3 separate regions of the Mus musculus genome follow, and all the other regions are linked to region 1. A link is a contact called in public promoter capture Hi-C data. All regions are on one chromosome and are shown on one strand. The core of a region is the stretch at or near the end of the contact, and the rest is flanking DNA. Distances in the headings are between cores, read along the strand shown.

Region 1 (3,592 bases), core at 408-2,907:
CATATCCTTGGTCTTCTCATCATCCTGTCACCACCTCCCATCTGTGGGGAATGAATAAACTCAAAGCTTTTATGACAAGACTTTCATTAACTGAGCTATATCCCTAAAAATCTATTTTCATATCACCTTACTGTATTTACTATTTGTCCTCCATTCCACTAAAGCTACTTTGGAGATATTTTTATTAGGATACTGTGTATAGTTCTGATTTATTTTAATTCCTCATATTATCCTAGAGTGTGGATATACCATAGTTTATAGGTCATATCCCTGTCATTATTTGCAGTATGCCAAGTTCTCTGTTTCCTTAATGCTTTCAGACAAGAGGAACGGTGGGCTCTTGCCAATAACATTAAATAGGAAGCCTTATTTCTGAACAGAAGACATCACACATTGAACCTAAGAAATAGAGAACTGCTCAAACAAAAAGTACCTTCCTAGAGAAAATACTTAAGAGCTGGTGAACACTAACTAGGAAGGGTAGGATTGTGGGCGCTACTAACGGTAAACTTTAGCAATAGTTATAAGGTGACATTCTTAGATAATTTGCTTCCCCCCTACATCGTATTTTGTAACCAGTAAAACGGTAGTAAATTCTTCATTATTATTCTGGGAATAATAGGAATGAATAGGACAGACAAGGTTCCTGTTTCAGAAACGCAGTCTTTAGTTGACCTCTCAAAAAATTAGTACTCTACTGGGTGTGGTGGTACAAGCCAAGAAACCTGGCCATTCTGGAGGGTGATGTAGGAGGATCACAAATTCGAGAGCAGTTTGTCATCTCAAAAGGAAAACTGTCCACAGTGGTAGAACGCTCTTAGCAAGCTTTGAAATCCTGGGTTCCATCCTCAGTACTGGAAGCGGATGGAAAACCGTCATAGCATTCTGATGATTCTTGGCGTCATGCCTAGGAGTTTTCCACCTTTACTCTGCCAGCAGGTCTGTTTTTAATTCTCTCTGGAGAAGCTAGAATCAGATGCTGCCCTTGTGAAGGCCAGCCACGCTTTAATTACTAATACTTTCACCCAACTGCAAAAATCAGAGACCCCTTTATCCTTAGAGGGATACTTTAGATGTCTATAAGTTTTTTTCAAAAAATGAATAAAATTAAGTCTATGCGAGTAAAGACTTTCCTTTGTTGTGCGGGTTGTCTTTGGATCTCCTATCCCTGCTTGCTGTGAGCAGCGAGCTACTAAGGATATTTCACATGAAATCCGTCTCATCGCATGTCCCTACCCAGCCTGGAAATTTTTTATTAAAACAGGGTCCATCTTCGTTCCTTCATTGTGACAAACTTACTGGTTGCTTGCAAGATTTGATTACATTTGTGGGAGTGGGAAACCACCGAGGCTCCCGTGAAGAAGTCACCCAGAGGTCAGCAAGAACGTCACCACTCAGCCCACAATGCACATCTCGCCTACCCGAACCTTGGACTACTACTATTCATCCGGGCGGAAGCCACTCACCTCGAACCCCATTGGACGAGATGCAGCAAGGACTCATGGGAGCCCGCCTGTCCTTCCGTCTGCCTGTGCCAACCGTCTTCGCTGGGCTCCACGTCCGGTAGTTCGCACGTCGGCGTAGCGGGCTCAGGCCCATTGCGCGCAGGCGCGGTGGCCCGGGCGGCGCCTGCAACGCAGGGGGGTGGGGCAGCGCTGACGCGATTCTGTCCGCGTTGGAGCGGGCGGGCCGCCGCCTGAGTCTCCGCGGCCGCCGTGTGACGTGGCACAGCCGAACACTTAACGCCGCGCCGGAGCCACCGCACCAGACGCCTAGCAGGTCCCGGTCCCGCTACGTCCTGTCCCGCGGCTTCGCCGACACTCCAGCCAGCGAGACAGGTCTTCAGCGTTTTCTCCTCCGCCCACTCGGTTGTGAGCCGGAACCGTGAAGGCCCGAGGGCGCACCAGACCCCCTCCTTTTGACCGTCAAGTGCCACCACCGCTATGGGCCTCACCATCTCCTCTCTCTTCTCGCGCCTGTTCGGCAAGAAGCAGATGCGCATTTTGATGGGTGAGTGAGGGACCGGGGCCGGGGAAGGCCATGTGTCTTCGCCAGCCGGTGGCCCGGCGCCCAGCCTTCTCCGGCTGCGGTGGGGGAGGGCGATCAAGAAGCATCGTTCGGGGAACAATGGGGGCGAGGGGCGAGGGGTTTGTTTCCCACAGAGGCTGAGCCAGAGAGTTGGGCCAGATTTCCTCGCTCCTGGCTTTACGTGCCTTTCTCTTCCTGCTGTAATTGAGAGCCTGGGGAGATTGAGCGGAGATAGATGTAGGGTTAGCTCACACTGGCGGAGCTCATTCTAAAGGTGCCGTTCTCAGGGTGCAATCTTCCTTCCACCTCACTTCCCTGGCGGTGGGCAGCGGTCGAGAGTGAAGCTGGCCTATTCCAGCCTTCCTCCTCCTCCCCCTTTCTTGGTCGTGTACGCCCTGTGCACACAACCATCGGTATGTGGCCCGGGCCAGGAGCCGCCTGGGGCAGGAAGTGACCAGGCCCACTGTGGCGAAGTCACACTTGGTGCTACCCAAGATTCGGAAAAAAAGTCCGGAGACTTCTGAGCTCACTTTGCTTAACTTTGCCTTGCTCTGGATTCGACTTTCTTTTCTCGTGATTATGAAGCCTATTCTGTGAAAATGAAAGTTATCCCATGGCTGTCTTTCAGTTCTAAACCTGTTTGGTTTGCTATCTTTGCTCTTTCATACGAATCTTATCCATTTGGCCTGGATAATAATAAAATCCAAAAGCTTTTAGAGACGAAATCTTTTTTTTTTTTAAACGGATAGTTGTAAAGCACCTCAATTGAGCTACAAAAAAAAAAAAAAATCGTTTGTTTAAAAAGCTGCCTCGCTGTGACAGGTTTTATTGCCCAGCGGAGGCCTTTCGCTTGGGCATTGTAAAGTGGCCTCTCCTTAGTACAGCAGTCTACCTCACAGCTGAGTTGCAAGGACCTGAATGACGCCTTTTAAAAAGCCCCGAGAACACTGAATGTTGACGCTTGTTGAGTGTGAGGAGCAAAGGGTTATTTTGAGCACCCACTCCTATGGAGCGCTTCAGTTTCCGTAGTGCTGCAGAGCGTGGCTGTACAAATTGGCTATTGTTAGTTTGTTCAGCTTCTTTACAATTCATAAAAACAATTGTGCGAGATCCATTCACAAAGCTAAGTGAAAATGTTTTCTTTCATAGTTTTGCAGATACTCTTTATGAAAAGGACAATTATTTTAGGAGGGCAGACTGTTATTTAAGCTTTAATTGGTTAGAAATTGGCAGTATGAAAAAGGCTGAAGTCAAAGGGAGGACTTTGCACTGTGATAAATGGGTTTCTTAGAGATTATCCAGTACAGGATTGTGTTACTGAAAAATAAAGAATTTATTGTCGATGTTACTGTCATTGTCAGAGTCTTGTGATGGCTAAAGGGATGGAGGGAGAAGCGTGAAATGATGGTTTAAGCACTGTACTATGTTTGAGAAACTCTCCTGTCCATCCTGATTGAAAGAGAATGGAAGTAGACAAGCATTTAGCTAGCTGAGATTACGGAAGGGGTGGAAGTCACGGTTTGGGTTTACTCTTTTTATTTAAGTATTTACTCACTCAGGTTTG
Region 2 (3,513 bases), core at 597-3,096, 420 kb after region 1:
ATAGAAGGGTGACACTGAGGGCACCAGGCACAGAGAGAAGAGGAACGTGGAAGTATTTTTGAATCAGATGAAGTGAAAGCTTGCAGGGATAAATAGACTGTCAGGTGGACACATCCAGAGGGCTCTGTGACCTGGGCCACTGGGGGAAGTCCCGTGGTACCTGGTAGTAGAGGTCACCTATTTGGAAATGTCCAGAAGGCCAGCCTTACCTGGAGCTCGAAGGCACCAACAGGAGCTTAGGCAGGAGTGATGGCAGGCTGTCCTGGAGAGGAACTAGTGGATTCCGAGTTATTTTCACCTGCATTTGTTGCATAGCCAAGCAGTTTTCTTAGTTCCCTGTAAGGTAACACATGGAACATGCGGCTTGTATCTCGGAATACCCCCAGCTCAGACACCACTTGCTCTCAAATGCCGACCATGAACCTTTACCAAACACCCAGTGATTTGGAAGCCCCTCTTGGTGATGTATGTGGTCCCCATCTCCCCACTCCCCCAGCAGAAAGCATTCATGCGTTTCTCCTGCCAGGAGGCTAAGAGGGAAGGAAAAGTTGCAGGCAGTCATCCTGGGAAGCTTTGAGGCTGGTTCTCACCCTGGCCACTTCTGCAGAGAGCTTTGCCTCTGGATGAGAACATCTGGAGTTATCTTCCTATCTGTGAGAGCTGAAAAGAGGTGATGGCAGGCACTATTTCCAGCTTCTCTACCTCCCACTCCAGGATGTGTGGGACCAGGAGGCTTGAGGTAGCCCTGTGTTCTGGTTTGGGAATGTGAAGCTGCACGTTCACCCCCCCCCCCCTGTCTTCTTTCAGGTAAAAACAAACAAGCTTTTCTTCCATTTGAATTAGCCTCCTTGGGTATATGGCCAGGTCTGGGTCAGTGCTAGATACCTTTGGGACTGTGTGGGATTTGTGTTCCCAGCAAACAGAGAGTATCTGGATGCTGCCTGCATAGATCTATGTGAAGCTGCCTGCCTACTTTGGGGAAGGACTTGAGATGGTCCACCCTGGAGATGATGTCCACCTGAGCCTTGGGAAGCAGGAGGACGGTACCTCTGGCACTGCCTCCTGATCCACGACAACCTTTTGGCCCCGGGTCCTGATGGGGATGACTAAGATAGAGTGTAGATAAATAAATACCTTCTGGTAGTGCGCCAGTTCTAAGCCTTGCCCAATAAAACACTTCAGAAAGGATTCCTCCCCCGTGCCTTCTTCCTAAGGTGGCGGAAGGAAGCAAGCGGCGGCTGACAGGGAGTTAAACAAACTTGAAGGTAGGTCACATTTTTGACATACCATTTCCCTCTGCTGACCTAGCAGCTGCACTGCAGTCCGAAAGGGGCTTAGCTGTTGCTATAAACTTGGGTTTGTGATAATGTAAACTATTATTAAGATTATCTTTTTATTCATAATTTATGTCTGACGCTCTGTCTGCCTTATTTATGTTCTGTTTAAAACACTCATCTACCTTGGGTGCCCAAAGCCGGCCTCACCCCCTTTGAAATGGAGGGAAGCTTTAGAATAGACTATTTATACCTCTGGTTAAAAAGGGCTCTGGGGAAGAAAGCATTAAAGTGAGGAAGCTCCTGCGCCCAGTGACGTCCCCACATCAAAGATGGGATGCAGTCTTGACACAGAGCATTTCAGTGTATTCCACAGGCTGTGGCTCTTTTCTTGGGATTTTTTTTTTTTTTTTTTTGACTTCCTGAGTTTGCCCGAGGGCCCCCCGCCCCCGTGCCGCTATCATCTGGTAGAAACATTTACCATTAAGGGCATTATGGAAGGAAGTGAGACACCACTTGTACCCTGGCTGGCACTGTGCTGGTCTGGCCTGGCTTCCCTGCACCCAGACAAGAGGAATGCCGGGTGCGTTCTGCCTCAGGTACTCCTGCCTCATTTGTCAGCTGAGAGCTGGTTAGTGCTCGAGCCAAGAAAATCTAATAACTATTTCAGTTTTTAATAAAACGTTTCTCCCACCCTTTGTTTCCCCCTCTGCTCCACCAGAGGAGGAGAACAGACTGAAATTTTAAGCACATCTGGACACTGTTTTTGTAAAACTTACCCTGAATTCCCAGAAGGAATGTGTTGGTTCCCAGTTTTTGAAGCAAAAAAAAATCAAAACAATGCCTTTGTTTGTAAGTCCTGCACTTGTGCACTCTGATGCAGTAGGGAAAGAAGCAGCCATGGTTTGAGAACCCTTAGGCCCAAACACTGCCCATAGGACACCTTGGAGGCATAGGAAAGGCTACGAATGGCCTTTGCCCCCCGCCCCAAGTTCATAGTGGGGAGCGAGAGTTCCCTTTTGGGGGTGACTTTTTCTAATTCTATGGCTGTTGGAGTTAAGGCCATGGTGCAGGGCACTTACATACAGACTTGACTTTGACGCTCCCTCCCACGAAGCCCCCTCTATGAACACTGTAGATAGTCATGTAAGACTGTTCCAGACCGGAGAGCCAGAAGGCTTGCACTGAGAGATGGAGTCCAGCTTCCCTTTCCCAGGGCATGCTTGTGTTCTTAGCTGAAGCTTCTAGAAGCTTTCCATTGTTAAGAAAGAGCTAAGAAAGGGGTTGATAAGGGTGCATACTGGGAGAATTATAAAACTGCTAAAGATGAGCCATAACTCTGCTGTTTTAGGGAAACATAACTCTGGTCAAACTGGCCATTGCAGACTTTTTAAAATGCCCTTAAAAATTATGTTTTAGAAGTTGTACCTACCAGCATTATCGCAGTAGTGTGGTTAGGAGGGTTATAGCTTTACTGATAATAAACCATGAAGAAAATAGTTTTAAAACAACTCTTTGGTATACATATAATTTACCATTTATTAAGGATGAAATCAATTTGCATGCTAATGAGATTGATGCACTTTTAAAATTAAACATAAAAATTAAATCTCAGATTCTGGGGGCGTAGTTCATTAAGTAGAGTACTTGTGTAGTATACACTAAGAGTCCTAGGTTATCCCAGGAGTAAAACATTATAGGTCTTTGTTTTCAATAATTAAGCCTTTAAAAAAAGTAACCAAACAAACAAAATCAAGAGCAGTGAAAACACTGTTATTTGGGATATACAGTAAGTAGTCTGCAGTCCGAGCCAGTGGTGTCGGGTGTTCACTCCATGTGTGTGTCTGATGGAGTTGGAAATGGAGAGCCTGTGTTGTATGTTCACAGCCAAGGCTGTGCTGAGGTCTCTGCCGCAGCGCTGGGTGCTGGAAACACCAGGGATTCCATACACAGTTGACCCCAAGTTTCTTTGTGGCTGTCTCCCGCTCAGGTGGGCTAATCACAAAGCAGACCACGCTCTCTGTGATGCTACTGTCTCAGCTCTCAGAGGTTAAGAAGTTGAAGGAGCTGGGCGTCACCATACATGCCCTTACATTCATTAATTCCAGTGCTTGAGAGGCAAGGGCAGGCAGGCAGGTCTCTGAGTTCCAGGCCAGCCAGGACTCCGTTGTGAAACCATGTCTCAAAACAAGAAACAAACAACAGCAAAAGCTTAAGAAGCTGGGTGATTTAGAAAACT
Region 3 (3,589 bases), core at 1,049-3,548, 460 kb after region 1:
TACAATGTAGAGATGTGCTAGCACTTACCAAACAGTAACACAGCTCTCTCTGTTTTATAGCTGGTGGATGACAGCAACACCACCAGGAAAGCTGCTCAGTATGTGGTGAAGTCAGGTAAAGCTCTTTGGCTTGGATTTGATGGCACATTCTTGAGAGCAGGCTTGTAGAATTTTCTGTGCTCCTTAATTCATGGTTTACAAAACACCAGTCGCTCACCTCTTCTCCCTTAAACAATTGTTCATCAAGGACGCTTCCTTTTATGTTGTTGATGCCTGGAAGGTCAAAGCTGGCATTGCATCTGCCACGGATACTAGGCAATTATCCTTACAAGACAAGTAGGGGGAGGGGCCTTTCCTTCACAGGGTTTGTAGCATATTTGGAGCTATTAGCATATTTGGAGCTATTAGCATATTTGGAGTGGTTAGCATATTCAGAGCGATTAGCATATTCAGAGCTATTAGATTATTTTCGACAACACTTTACAAAGGAATTGTTGAATCCTTTTATAATCTAGGCAGCAGAGATAGAGTAAGGTAGTTGGGGACCCTGGGACCTGTTAGTCAGCTTTTGTTTTAAAAAAATGAGGGGGGCTTCCCCCCCTTTTCTGAACCTATTCTGCTGCTTGAGTTAAAAGACTTTCTCTTTGAAATCTCCCAGTGCAGTCTCCCTGGGCTGGACCCATCAGAGCTGTGGCCATCACTGTGCCTCTGGTTGTCATATCTGCGTTCGCAACCCTGTTCACTGTGATGTGCAGAAAGAAGCAACAAGGTATCTGTCTATGCTGTGCCCACTGTTCTCCATCCTCTAGTTTGCAGCAGGCCAAGGGTGGGTACCGACAAAGACAGGGCCTGGGGAGTCCTGCTTTCCTCAGGAGGGGCCTGGGACCCCCTCACACCTCCTTGCTAGTTCCTTGCCTACTGAAGTTCCCAGAATTTAAATGTTTGGCTGTTAATCTCTAGGACCTGGCAATGTCCAGGTATAATCCAGTTTTCAAACTCAGGGAGTCTGAAAAATGAGAACAGTCGTTTGGCGAGTGGCCATCATTGAGAAGTTCTGTCTTTCACCTAGAAAACTGTAGATCTGGATGGAGTTACCCAGATGACTCCAAGGATAAAAGTAATGAAGATGTTAACTTAAGATTTGTGTGCTTTCGGCTGAGCTTGCTATCCCAGTTGGTGGGAGGCTGAGGCAGGAGGATCCAATTCAGGAACTGGAGGCTAGTCTGAGTAATACAGTGAGACCCTTTGTCCAGAAATAATAAATAGATAGATAGATAAATAGGTGAAAAGCCATTTTTGTTGTTGGTTTGGTTTTCTTTACCTTTGTAAATTATACTTTAAAAAGTTTTTCTCCCTCCCTCAGCTTATCTGGCTGCCAGAGCCAGCTCTGGGCCCTTCACTTCACTGGCGGCCATAGGGGCGGATGCTGCGTTTGTTTCTTGGCATGTCCAGGGGCAGTTTCAGGTTAATACAGTGTTTTCACTTTCTGGTACAGTACTACAGAAACCGTGCATGCAGCTTGAGGCTGGAGTCACAGACCCGAGACTCCCAGGTGGAGATGTCAGCTGCTCCTTTTGGTAAATTTACTTTTGAGACTTGGATCTCACGTAGCTCAGGCTGGCCTCCATCTTGCCAAGTAGTTGCTGATGACCGTGACCTTCTGACCTTTCTGTGTCCCCTGTCCCAAGTGCTAGGATTTCAGCCGTGAGACACTGAGCCCTGGGTCATACGGAAAAGACAAAGCTTTGTTTATAGGTGTCAACCTTATGTTCTTTCCCAATTTAGAAAATATATATTCACATTTAGATGAAGAAAGCCCGGAGTCGTCCACATACGCTGCGGCTCTCCCCAGAGACAGGCTCCGGCCTCAGCCCAAGGTCTTCCTCTGCTACTCCAATAAAGATGGCCAGAATCACATGAACGTGGTCCAGTGTTTCGCCTATTTCCTGCAAGATTTCTGTGGCTGTGAGGTACGGAATCTGTTTGTTCTCTTACCCTGGGCAGGATGTGTACGCCGTCTTTCTCTTCCGTGTCATCTCTCCATTGCTGTCCTGGGAACCTACTTACCTAGAATCTTACTTTCCAAACCAGAGTCTGTCTTGAATTTGTCTTGTCTCTTACCAGCAGCAAAGGCTTCGCATGACACACTTATACTTGAAAGCTTTGAGCGCCTCCCACGCGATAGGATGTTCTGTGAGTGCCCTGTCATGGAACACGTGACCAGAGTGTGAGACTGTCTCAGTGGGACGTCAGGGAGAGGACACAATGAAGACAGCTTTTAGGAGTCTAGGCAGTTCCCTGAGGGAGGTTGGCTGGGATTGGGAATAGAGGCTAGGACTGCCCCTGGAAGAGATCTTGGGCACTGGGAGGAGTGTGTAACAGAGGTCTGAGGTCGATTGGTAGGAAGTCATAGAAACCAGTGAGAAGGCCTTAGCTAGAGAGAACCAGGAAGTAGGAGAGAGCGCCAGAGTTTACAGAATGTTTGGATGTCTACGCTGCTTTCTCAGCTTCCCCCTTTCCTCCTCTTCCTCCTCCTTCCTCTCTTCCTACTCTTCTTCTTCCTCCTCCTCCTTCTTTTTTTCCTTACTCTGTAGCTCTGGATATCCTAGAATTCAATTTGTAGACCAGGCTGGCCTCATAGAGATCCACTGCCTCTGCCTCCTAAGTGCTGGGATTAAAGGAGTGGGCCCCTGTGCCCAGCTTTCTTAGGTCTTCTTGAGTTAGCTATTATGTAGCTTTTCCATAAACAATGACACTTAGTCTTTACAGCGGGCTCTTAAGCTGTTGTGAAGGCATGCCCTGTTTGCCACAATTGCAAGTTATCATGTGATGTTTTTTAGTCCATTTGGCCCATTCCTTGGGTGAGACTGCCCTCTGGTGTTAATAAGCTGTATTTAAAGGCTGGTGGGATTGCCTCCTGCTGGGAAAGCGTTGAGTTCAGCAGCTGAATGGCTGCTGCAAACCCCTGCAGACTGCAGCTGTCCGGACAGCACAGGCAGAGGTGGTAGATCCCTGCCCTGTTCTTTTAGACTGCACATAGTTTTTGCTTTAAATAGCTACATCATCTATAATAGTGACTTGCTGTAGCTGCGTTAGCCCAGCTTGTAAAGCGTCTCTGTTTATCATTTCTGATGATTTCTCAAGGATAAACGCCTCACAATGGAATTGCTCAGTCAAAGATTGGAATATTCTTTTTTTTTTAAAGATTCATTTATTTATTATATGTAAGTACACTGTAGCTGTCTTCAGACAATCCAGAAGAGGGAGTCAGATTTTGTTACAGATGGTTGTGAGCTACCATGTGGTTGCTGGGATTTGAACTCTGAACCTTCGGAAGAGCAGTCGGGTGCTCTTACCCACTGAGCCATCTCACCAGCCCAGATTGGAATATTCTTAAAAGTGCTTATGTTTTATTTATTAAGATGAAATCAGCTAGTACAGGGGATTTTTTTGTTTGTTTGTTTTGTTTTGTTTTTACAGATTTGTAAAACATTCCACATATGATTTAACAAACTACACAGGTCAAAAGATTAGTAGACACACTATTTTTGTGTGGTATAGAATCCTAGGGGCCACATATTTTAAGCTA

Evidence for each region. Promoter capture Hi-C pulls out the DNA fragments that hold promoters and counts their contacts.
Region 2: a contact with region 1 is called in a promoter capture Hi-C map of cranial neural crest. The contact joins the enhancer-like site here to the promoter of Arf4 in region 1. A contact is called at or near these places in 2 of 39 promoter capture datasets (cranial neural crest and frontonasal cranial neural crest) and 2 of 115 datasets of contacts at active chromatin or transcription factors (embryonic limb bud and neural tube).
Region 3: a promoter capture Hi-C map of the HPC-7 cell line shows a contact between it and region 1. The contact joins the enhancer-like site here to the promoter of Arf4 in region 1. A contact is called at or near these places in 15 of 39 promoter capture datasets (the 3T3-L1 cell line, 3T3-L1-derived adipocytes, the HPC-7 cell line and 10 more), 1 of 484 Hi-C or Micro-C datasets (cranial neural crest), 10 of 115 datasets of contacts at active chromatin or transcription factors (astrocytes, embryonic basal ganglia, embryonic brain and 7 more) and 1 of 9 other capture datasets (adipose tissue).

What each region holds. Positions count from the first base shown.
Region 1 is chr14:26,636,477-26,640,068 of GRCm38.p6, forward strand. It overlaps Arf4 (ADP-ribosylation factor 4), which reads left to right and starts at 1,658. Exons shown (of 6, transcript NM_007479.4): 1 at 1,658-2,010. The coding sequence starts at 1,944.
Region 2 is chr14:27,057,530-27,061,042 of GRCm38.p6, forward strand. The region is part of intron 1 of Il17rd (interleukin 17 receptor D); the gene reads left to right. Among named protein-coding and RNA genes, the nearest start is that of Il17rd, 20 kb to the left of the region's middle. Within about 2 kb of position 1,847, at least 27 of the 459 cell types and tissues checked have an H3K27ac peak or open chromatin away from gene starts, as enhancers often do.
Region 3 is chr14:27,094,118-27,097,706 of GRCm38.p6, forward strand. Il17rd (interleukin 17 receptor D) reads left to right here. Exons shown (of 13, transcript NM_134437.3): 9 at 61-115; 10 at 659-769; 11 at 1,786-1,970. Among named protein-coding and RNA genes, the nearest start is that of Il17rd, 57 kb to the left of the region's middle. Within about 2 kb of position 2,299, at least 62 of the 459 cell types and tissues checked have an H3K27ac peak or open chromatin away from gene starts, as enhancers often do. A contact at or near this core is called in the HPC-7 cell line, adipose tissue, embryonic stem cells and 2 more, where this site is marked.